2 separate regions of the Mus musculus genome follow, and region 1 is linked to region 2. The links are chromatin contacts, called in public HiChIP or PLAC-seq maps. All regions are on one chromosome and are shown on one strand. The core of a region is the stretch at or near the end of the contact, and the rest is flanking DNA. Distances in the headings are between cores, read along the strand shown.

Region 1 (4,866 bases), core at 1,102-3,601, 35 kb before region 2:
CACCACCTAGGAAGAAAGGGGGAGAGTGGTAAAGGGTACCCTCCCCACATCAACTGCAGGAGGAAGATGCTCATCGTGTGTCCCTAAAGATGGCAAGGCTGACTTGATACCCATACCCCTAAGCAGAGGGGTATCAGACACCTTCACCACTACATCCTAGGGGAGGATTAGACTGGGTCCCTGGCATTGTGGGAATCCAGGAAGCCCTTACAAGGACTGGTCTTTCTCAGAGATGAGTGCTCTAGAGCGGCTGTTTTCAGCCTGTGTGTCATAACCCCTTTGTCGCCTATCAGATATCCAGCACAACAGATATTTACATTATGATTCATAACAGTAGCATAATTACAGTTATGAAGTATCAACAGAAATAATGTTATGGTTGAGGGTCACCATAGCATGAGGAACTGTGTTACAGGGTCTCAGCATCAGGAAAAATGAGAACGGCTGAGCTAGAGAGCACAGTGGGGCTTCTCAGGCCTAGGAAGGAGCAGCATGGTACAGTGAGATGGGGCAAGGCCAGCCTCTCGCATATGCTCACCACGTGAATGTTAACAGGCTAAGTCACCTACATATGGCTGCCTCGTCTGTGCAATCGCCAGCTCGTGCTGAGGGGCTAACAGGTTATTCAGATAAAATTGTCTAGCTCACAGCAAATGGGCAATGCATGTTCAGCCTGATACTATTAAAGTACAACATTTTTTACTGTATTGATTGATTGGCTTTATAACAGGGCACATGCCATGGCACACGCAGGTGGAAATCAGAGGACACTTGTGGAAGTCAGTTCTCTTCTTCCACCAAGTAGGGATTTGAACTCAGGTCACCAGGCTTGGCAGCAAGCACCTTCACCCACTGAGCCACATTGACAGCCCCTGAAGTATAAGAATTCTTACAGTTCTCAGTTAATTATAAGCAACTAGACTGTCTGACATAAAATATGATAATAAATCCATGCCAGTGGCAGGCAGAAAAGAAGCAAGCTCCTCTGGTCCCCAAAACCGTAACGGGCAGAGATATGGAGGCTGGAGAGATGCTAGAACCCCAGCTGTCCACTCACCTGCGCATGCTCCTCCTTGTCGACAAAGACACCATTGATCCTGAGCACCCTGTCACCGTCCAGGAGCCCCGCCTTCTCTGCTGGGCTCCCCTCCTCAATCACCCGGATCAGGTGACCATCAGTGTCCTTCTCAATTCGGAGAAAGAAGCCATAGTTCTGCCCCTCTTGTTTGGACAATTTACACTCTCTGGGGTTGAAGGTGGAGGCCATTTCTGTGATTAAAAACAAATGGATAAGTCCATGGGCAATCCAAGGAAATCTAGTTGAAGCATGAAGCCCTGAGAGCATCCAGACACCGCTTATGCCTCTGCTTGTCGGGATCCATTCTTCCACGTGCAGTACAGCAATGCTGGGGCCCAGGGAGCCTTTGTGCAGAGCACGCTCATGATTTCCAAATCTACTCCCCAAGAATGGTCTTTTCACCTAGTGTCAGACCCACGCATCCAATTGCATGCTTAACACAGAGGCTCCACCTCTAATGCCAACCAAACTCAACTTTGTCCCCTGTCCTAAAGAAGGTTAAGTCTAAAAACAATGATCCAGAAAGTTTAAGGAGCCAAATCTACCTTCTTTTAATTACCATTCTAAATAATGGGATTCATTTGGGCATGTGCTGGTGTGGATGTGCATGCCTGTTTATGTGTGTGTGTTGCATGTGCATGTGTGTGCACGTGTGTGTATGTATGTATTTGTGTGCCCGTGTGTGTGTGTGTGTGTGTGTGTGTGTGTGTGTGTGTGCCTTTGCATGTGCCTCTGAGTGTGTGTGTGTGTGTGTGTGTGTGTGTGTGTGTGTGTGCATGTGCCTAGAAATCAAAGGTGACGTCAGGTGTCTCTCAATCCTTCTCCACCTTATTTATTGAAACAGGTTCTCTCAATGGACCCAGAGCTCACTGATAGTAGCTGGCCAGTAGGTCCATAGTCCTCCATCTCTACCCCTTCAGTGTGAGGACTTGCAACACCCTGCCTGGCTTTTTACAGGCTTCCTGGGGCTCCAAATTCCTGTCCTCAAGCTTGCACAGAAGCACTTTGACACACACTCAGCCTCCCAGCTCTCCGTGCTCTGCCCACACCCACCTCCAAGGAGTGCACCAGCACTCAGAGCTGATGAGCCTCTCAGGTTCTAAGTGTTAAGGATAGACCTGTGAATAAGAGGAGCCAAGTTCTGACTCTCAAACTTGGTAGAATGTTTTTCATAACTGTATTTTTAAAACAAGATGTGATGTGTGTCATGCTGTGGAAGAAGGAGAGAGGTGCAGGATGGCACAAGAAGGGTCTTTGGAAAGAAGGACCAGGCTGGGGAGGAATAAGACAGGCTCCCTGGAGAAACGACTTTCCAAGAAGTACAGGGTTCTGGGAGGCAGGTGAGGCAAGACAGGGCAAGGCAGGCTTCAAACAACTGAGGGGAGGGGTGGGGAAGAGAGGGAAGGGAAGGAGAAGGGAGAGGAGGGGGAGGGAGAGGAGGGAAGGGGAGGGGAGCGGAGGGGAGGAGAAGGGAGGGGAGAGGAAGGAAGGAGAAGAGAGGGGAGGGGAGGAGAGGGGGGAGGGGAGAGAAGGGGAGGGGAATGGAAGGGAGGTGGGAGGGAAATGGAGGGGAGGGGAATGGAAGGGAGGTGGGAGGGAAACGGAGGGGAGAGGAGAGGAGAGGAGAGGAGAAAAGCTAATCCAGGCCTCAGGCCTAGCTGCTAAGCTGGTGATGTAATAGGAGAGATGAGTGTCCCCAGCTCATGCAAGCAACCCTAAGCAAATGCAGCAGAGCACACAGCAGTGACCGTGGGCGGCCGTCTACGGAAGAGGGGGTTCAGCAGTAGAGGACAGGAGGATAACCAGGAGGTATGACGAAATCCATCACACACACACACACACACACACACACACACGAAACTGTGAAATAATAAATGAGGTGGGAAGGGAGAAAAATGGCCGTAGGTGGCCCAGGAGTTTCTAGTCAGATCAAAGTAAAGATGCCCAACCCAGAAAGAACTCCAATGGCAGGTAAGGACTTCCGACCCAAGGCCACTTCTGTCTCCACTTTTCCTGCCCCTCCTGTTCCCCCACTACAGGAAGCGGAGAGAACAGGAACACATGAACGACAGTAGAATCTTTACTGATAAGGAAAGTGGGCTCCCCACTCAGGATGGCGGGAGTGAGGTCCAGCCCAGCAAGAGGCTGACATAGAAAGCAAAGGGCCAAGATGGCCACAGCCCACTCCATCATCCTCAGGGCAAGCTGTCTATGTGTGTTTCCCTCATCACGGCTCCTACTTGGGGGCCAGGGAAGAGGTGACTATATAAAACATGGAGGGGACAGAACGAAGAACAGGCAACACTATGCTGCAGGCTCCCTAGAGGCTTGCTGTGGTGATTCAAAATGCCACTGGGTCTTGGTGCCTGCAGAGGCAGACAGCACACGCAGGCAGGAAGACCTCCAGCACCTGTGGCTTGGCCCCCTTAAATGCTCTCTGCAAATCTTGGTGTGAATATTCATGTGGTCAAAAAAGCACGAAAACAGACCCCCATCAGGCTTGAGGAGGAGAGAAGAACAAAGCCGCAGATACCAGTGGCCATCACCTACATCTTGGGAAAGCACAGCAGCTCTCCCACATCAAAAGGCACGACCCGGAAGGGGCCCCTGGGGAGGAAGGGGCTGAGTGCAGCCGTCTCCAGCCTGGTCTCTTCACTTGCAGGCACCAGTCCCAACTTTAACTGCTCTTTCTGCCCAGCCTGCACATGTTTCCCACCACATGCAAGCTCTGCTCTAGACCCCTGCTCAACTCCAGGGGCCTGAGAAACCTTGAAGGGATCCATCAAAGACTCCTAGTTCCTTCTGGTAAACATGGGGCAACCTCGTACAAATGCTTCCAATTCCAGTGTGCCTTTATAGCCAGAACCAAGGCTGCTGGGTACTGGGTGCTCTTCAAAAGAGGAGGCCGATTTGGGTCAACAGATGAAAATTCATCTTTAAGGCACCCACCTTAAAACCCAGCTGTCTCTGAGCCACAGGTCGCCTCTGTGGCAACCACCACTGGATCTCTCTTCTCTTCCTCTGCAAGCCAAAGATAAAAAGTGCAATCTCCTCCCTAGAGAAGACTATACCAGGCAATGTTCTCCCATCTCACTAGACATCCCAAAAGCCCGACGTGCCAAGACGACATGAGTTTAGCCTTTCTTGGCACACTTTCAGGTGGTGTCTTGTTTGGGTGGCTCTGTTCAAAGTTTCTAAACGGCCAGACTGAGAACAGCGAGACCTGCACCCGTGGCTTTGAAGAGACTCAGGTACACGAGGTCACCATTCCTTCCCTCCCACAGCTGTGGTTGAAGTCAGGGTTGGAGCCAGCTCACAGCAACAGCAAAACGGAAACGTCACCATGCTCCAGCTCTGCCCACGTCCTGCCACGTCTGCCACTCAGACTAACACTGGTCCATGCATCATGTCCGAGACCAACATATACATTAGATGGGAAATACTCTCACCCAAAGCAAGCCACTCAAAACTTCAGATGCCTGATCCTACATGGGCCGCCTGGGGCCCAAGACTTCCTGCTGCAGGATTAAGGAAAGACAATTCACGCTGGCTTCTCAGGGGTCCTGCTCCAGGCTACCTCCACTCCTGACTCTGTCTATGCCACATCCTGGTTTTATGTGGATCATATGTCCACATCAGACATGGTCTGTCAGGTTAGCATGCCTGTAACACTGCTGCAGGAGGAGATGTCTGGACTCTGAGCTTCGGCCTAACTAGCAGACGCTTACTTAGGGGTCTGTTCCTCTCTCTTCAGCCCCCCTCACAGCCTGTGTGGTTCCTGATGAGGA
Region 2 (4,907 bases), core at 1,918-4,417:
GACGTGGCCCGGATCCTGGGACCTCAGAGAGAACCTACTGCTACTGCTGTTCTGCTAAAGGAACTTAGCAATACCCTGACTCCTGCAGGCTACTGTTAGACTCAAGGATCCGCCATGACTCCTGCAGGCTACTGTTAGCCCCATGGATCTGTGCCTTACATCAGAGAAGCTACTTTTTGCTATAGGCGGGGCTTAACACAGAGATTCACAGCTGGGCAGAGTGCAGAGAGTGAGAGACTTTGGAGCAGTCAGTCCTAAATGTGATGTCTTCATCAAACCCCTCTGCTCAGGACTCAGGGAGCTATGCAGAAGAGGAGGCAGAAAGGTTGTGAGAGCCAGAGGAGACAGATGACACCAAGAAAACAGTGTATTCCAGACACAATAAGAATGTGGCAGTGCACACAAGACCTGCACAGATTCAAGCAAGAGAAGGTCCCAGCACTGAGAGGGGGAGAGTGGACACAAGTCCCACCCCTAACAAGAACTATCTGCAGTTGATACCCACCAGCAAAGGGAAAATCAGTTTTCTCTAATGGAGTCTTACTGGGTACGTCAACCATCTTCAGGGCTGGCCCCATGCCCAGGAGAAGCTAGCCAACGCAAATCAGAGCCAGTGGCATTTTGGTTGACTTCTTTGCTTGGTTTGTTTGTTTGTTTTTTATCTTATTAGACTTTTGCTTGTTTAATTTTCATTCTGTGGGGGGTTTGTTTCTCATTCAGTTTGTTTTCTCATTCTTTCTTATTTTGATTGTTTTTTGAGAGAGAACAAAAAATATGCAGGTAGCGAGGTGGGGGAGAATCTAGGAGTGAGGAGGAAACATGATGATCAAAATATATTGTTTGAAGAAAAAATTTAATTAAAAAAAAAGAAAAACGGATGAGTAGTTTTTGGGGTCGCGAGCAATGCACCACTGGAGGGATTGAAGCAAAGATATGACAGGATAAGGAGTCAGTGATGGTGCACGCCATTAATCTCAGTTCTCAGGAGGGTGAGGCGGGTGGGTCTCTGTGAGTTCAAGGCCAGCCAAGGCTGCACACTGAGATCCTGTTTTTAAAATTGGGGGGGGGGGGAAGAGGGGGAGGAGGGAAGGAAGGAAGGAAACTGCAAGTATCATAACAATAGTGTTACCAAACTTAGGGTCACAGCTGCACCCTCAAGAAGCCAGTTAAAACAGCCAAATTAATAGTTAAATTTAAAAAAATACAGTTTTATTCAATGTGGCCACATTGGGATGAAGGACAAAGAGATCAAGTAAGCCTTTCAAGTCCATCTTTGGGGTCCTGAAGTGAGAGCTAGGTATTTTTGTTTGTTTGGTTGGTTTGGTTTTGGTTTTTCGAGACAGGGTTTCTCTGTATAGCCCTGGCTGTCCTGGAACTCACTAGGTTTTAAGGAGGGCTCAGAGACTGAAGCTCCATGGTTAAAAAGCACTTGCTTTCTTATAGAATCCCCAGGTAACTCCTGAAGATATATAACTCCAGTTTCAGGGAATCTTTATGCTTTCTTCTGGCCTGCAGTGGGCACCAGACACAAGCACAAACACAAGAACAAAAACTATACATATACACAAAATAAATAAACCTTTAGAAATATAATCTAAATAGAAGGCCAAAGATATGCACAGCTGAGCAGTCCCCATCAGGGTGTGGTTCTGTCCATCTTTGTCTGGGCTTTGCTCTCATCCCATCAAGAGACCTCACGGGTTTTTAGAGAATCTTGCTGAGGGACAAATCCCCACCTCAGGCCGCAGACTTTTCCTTCTCCCGGCAGAAGACTCTTGGGGACATTTCTACTTCTTTGACTCCATTCTCTCAATGGTCTGATAGTCAACTGAAGAAACAGCGTCTCATTTCTGGCAGACCCAGTACAGTAGGAGCTGCTGCAAACAGAAGAGCAGCAACTGCTTTGTCCACCCAAAGCTTTGAAGCTGCGATGGCTGAGCAGGGCCGCGTGTATGTGTCACGGGGCACAGTGAGGCAGACTGTCCTTTTGGTTAAGAAGTTGATTCGGTGAGTTTTTAATGCCTTGGACATACAAACAGGCAAAGACCAGCATAGTCTGGGGTGTGAGGAGAGTTTAGTCCTCAGCATCACGGATAGACAGAGAGCCTGGCAGGCCTCTAATGGAAGCTCAGGCCGGGGAGGCAGAGTGAGTCTCTTTTTCTATGAGTCTCAGTGGAGGAAGATTCCATAGCATGAGCCTGTGGTCGGGCTAGAGAAGGAAATTCCAGGGAAGGGATGTGTAACTCCCAGGTTGTGGAAGACGTGTGGGGGAGGGCTACTCTAATTGAAGTGTACCCATTATACAGGTGAGTGGGTGCGTTAGCATGATGTCAGGGAGTGTGTTTGCTGACTCACAGATAGGGTCTTCTGTAAGGTGACTGTCTCCCTGTAGCAGCAGGGAGCCCAGAATCAACATTATAACAGATGGGTTGTGCTCTGAACATCGCATCCTCTGGGTAAAGGCTACAACCAGCTCTCAGAGACATGCTCTTGGTGGCTGTGAGACTTCAGGCGAGTGTGGGCTGATTAGCCATAGGAATGAATCTAACACCAGGCCAACTATGATGTCTTGTTGTTGTTGTTATTGTTGTTGTTGTGAGGCAGAGTCTCTAGCCTAGACTGGCCTTAAACTTCTGATCTTCCTCCAGTCCTAGGGCTACAGGTCTGGTCTATTTTTAGTGCCCCCCAAATAGCCATTCCTTGCCCACCATAGTTTCAGACTGACATCTTAAGACTAAAAGATAAAAGCCTTTTTGGGATGAATTAACTTAACAAAGCCCTACTTCAAATCAAAAGGTATTCACGGAAAAGATGCAGCACCTTTATCCCCGAGAGCATGTCTTCTGGTCATTCTGTTACCAGTGTCCTCCTTCTCACGCCTTCATTTCCAAAGGTAAAGAAATCTATTTTAAGGAGTCATTTTTTCTCAGTCTTCTTTGAACCTTAGTGCATTTCAAAAGAGAGAGAGAAGTCAGGGGGTGTGATGGAGCAACAGGAGAGAGTAAAAACTACAGGGGCGGGGGAAAGAAAGACAGGAAGACCCCCTCGCTGCTAAAAACCCATTCTGTGGTTTTTCAAAGATCAATGGTGAAAGGCCGAGCTGTGACGGAAGTGGGGAGATAGGGTTTTTAACAAGAGCAAAAGGCCCCGTGTGGGAACCCAGAACACACTCAGCGTGAGCCCCCAGCTTGAGAGCAAGGAAGAACATCTGTCCTGAGGTAAAGAGGCCTGCTGGGAACCTGGGCTCTGGGAGGAGAGATGGAATGCTTAGCAGAACTGTTCACACAGGGCAAGCTCTCAGTTAAGCCAGTGAGAAGCTTGCTTCTCAAAGGCAAAACTAAGGCAGAAGCTGGTGGCACACGCCTTTAATCCCAGCACTCAGGAAGCAGAGGCAAGTGGAGTTTGAGGCTAGCCTGCTCTACAGAGGGAGTTCCAGGACAGCCAGGGCTACACAGCAGAGAAACCCCTGGATGGTGGGGGCTGGGGGGGGGGAGATCTAGAAGGGGGGGCATAGAGACAGACAGAGAGAGACTACTCATGTCAGATGGTTGGTATGCTCATCCTTCTCATGGGCTTCAGGTCCTTGGCTGGTTCAGACACGCCTTAAATGGCAGAGGGCCACACCACATTCCTAAGAGGGAAGTCTCAAAGTCTCAGAGAGCACTTTAGAGTTAAGCCTGGGCAGCTTAGCTCACACATGCTGTGCTGAGTCCTACAGGCTGCTCTCTTTAGTTCTGTGTTCGTGAGAAGACAGTAGGTGAGAGTCATCCCTTTTCATAAATATCAAGGAGATAAAGATCACTGCAAGAAAGCAACCAAAGGTTGCCAAGCCTGCGCTAAAGCCCTCAGGCCCAGCCTGGGCTGTGAACTACCTTCATGGAGCGTCTCTGAAGGGTGTTCATGTCCCAGAGGTCACACACTGGAGACGACAGAGCAAGGGCAGCCTTTAGCCACGGCATGATTTGGGCAGAGGAAGCCAGCCAATTCATTCCTGGGTTTATAAGAAATGGACAATTCTCCCTAAGTTCAGTCCCGGCCACTTCCTTGGGGGAGGGGGGGGGGAACACACCTTCTGCCTGTGAATCAGAGGTGGTTGTTAACCAAGGGGATGTGTGACCCTCTGCAAGTTCAGCTCGCAAATGGGATTTGTGAATCTGGGGATAAAACGCATCTCCGCCTGTGTCAGTCTCGACTAGGGAGCGGCCAATTGCTTCCACGGTAGACTCTGCCACTGGTAGAAAGCATGGGTTATCGTCAAAGCTGCCGGCAGCTGTCATAGCTGTCGCCACTTCATTAAACTAGACAGGGGTTGTTCCTGCAGAGAACACCCACGTGGAGGCTCAAAACCTCTAGAACTCCAGTTCCAGGGGATCCGATGCCCTCTTCTGGTCTCCACAGGCACCAGGCACACAAGTGATCACAGACATGCATGCAGGCAAAACAGCCCTACCCGCAAAATAAAATATTGAAATTTAAAAGGAGAAATTCTGATAGATATAGGATGGACACTAGATCCTAAAGATAGATATTCTTCTCTTGTATATTCTGTAACTCTGTCTTTATAGAATTTGTTTCCTTGCTTATCCTATACCTTTTGCTTTAGTGATTTTAGGCTCTTTTTTTTTTTTTTTAATTTCATATGTTATGAATGTTTTGCCTATACACACACGCACCACACGTTAGCCTGGTGTTCATACTGACCATGGTTAAGCCAGCAAGAAGGCTTAGGACAGTGGTGGGTGCTCTCAAACTGGAGTCACAGACCCTGGTAAGACACCGCGGGCGCCGGCACTCAACCCTAGCTTCTAAAGAGACAGCGCCCTCTAGCGGATAGAACTCCGGGCACTGCCCGTCTGCTACACATAAGGTGCTTGCTCCTGGCATCAAGGTGATTTCTGCCAAGAGAG

Evidence for each region. HiChIP or PLAC-seq counts read pairs in DNA pulled down with a chosen protein or histone mark.
Region 1: a contact with region 2 is called in an H3K4me3 HiChIP or PLAC-seq map of the SCID.adh cell line, with 47 read pairs. The contact joins the enhancer-like site here to the promoter of Cd160 in region 2. A contact is called at or near these places in 4 of 39 promoter capture datasets (cranial neural crest, epiblast stem cells, liver and 1 more), 7 of 484 Hi-C or Micro-C datasets (the C2C12 cell line, CD4 T cells, the HL-1 cell line and 2 more), 9 of 115 datasets of contacts at active chromatin or transcription factors (CD8 T cells, DN3 thymocytes, the SCID.adh cell line and 5 more) and 1 of 9 other capture datasets (liver).

What each region holds. Positions count from the first base shown.
Region 1 is chr3:96,846,631-96,851,496 of GRCm38.p6, reverse strand. Pdzk1 (PDZ domain containing 1) reads right to left here. Exons shown (of 9, transcript NM_021517.3): 2 at 1,058-1,269; 3 at 1-6. The coding sequence starts at 1,267. Among named protein-coding and RNA genes, the nearest start is that of 4930442L01Rik, 17 kb to the right of the region's middle. Within about 2 kb of position 2,351, at least 30 of the 459 cell types and tissues checked have an H3K27ac peak or open chromatin away from gene starts, as enhancers often do. A contact at or near this core is called in CD8 T cells, the SCID.adh cell line, T-cell acute lymphoblastic leukemia and 1 more, where this site is marked.
Region 2 is chr3:96,812,781-96,817,687 of GRCm38.p6, reverse strand. It overlaps Cd160 (CD160 antigen), which reads left to right and starts at 3,167. Exons shown (of 5, transcript NM_018767.3): 1 at 3,167-3,218.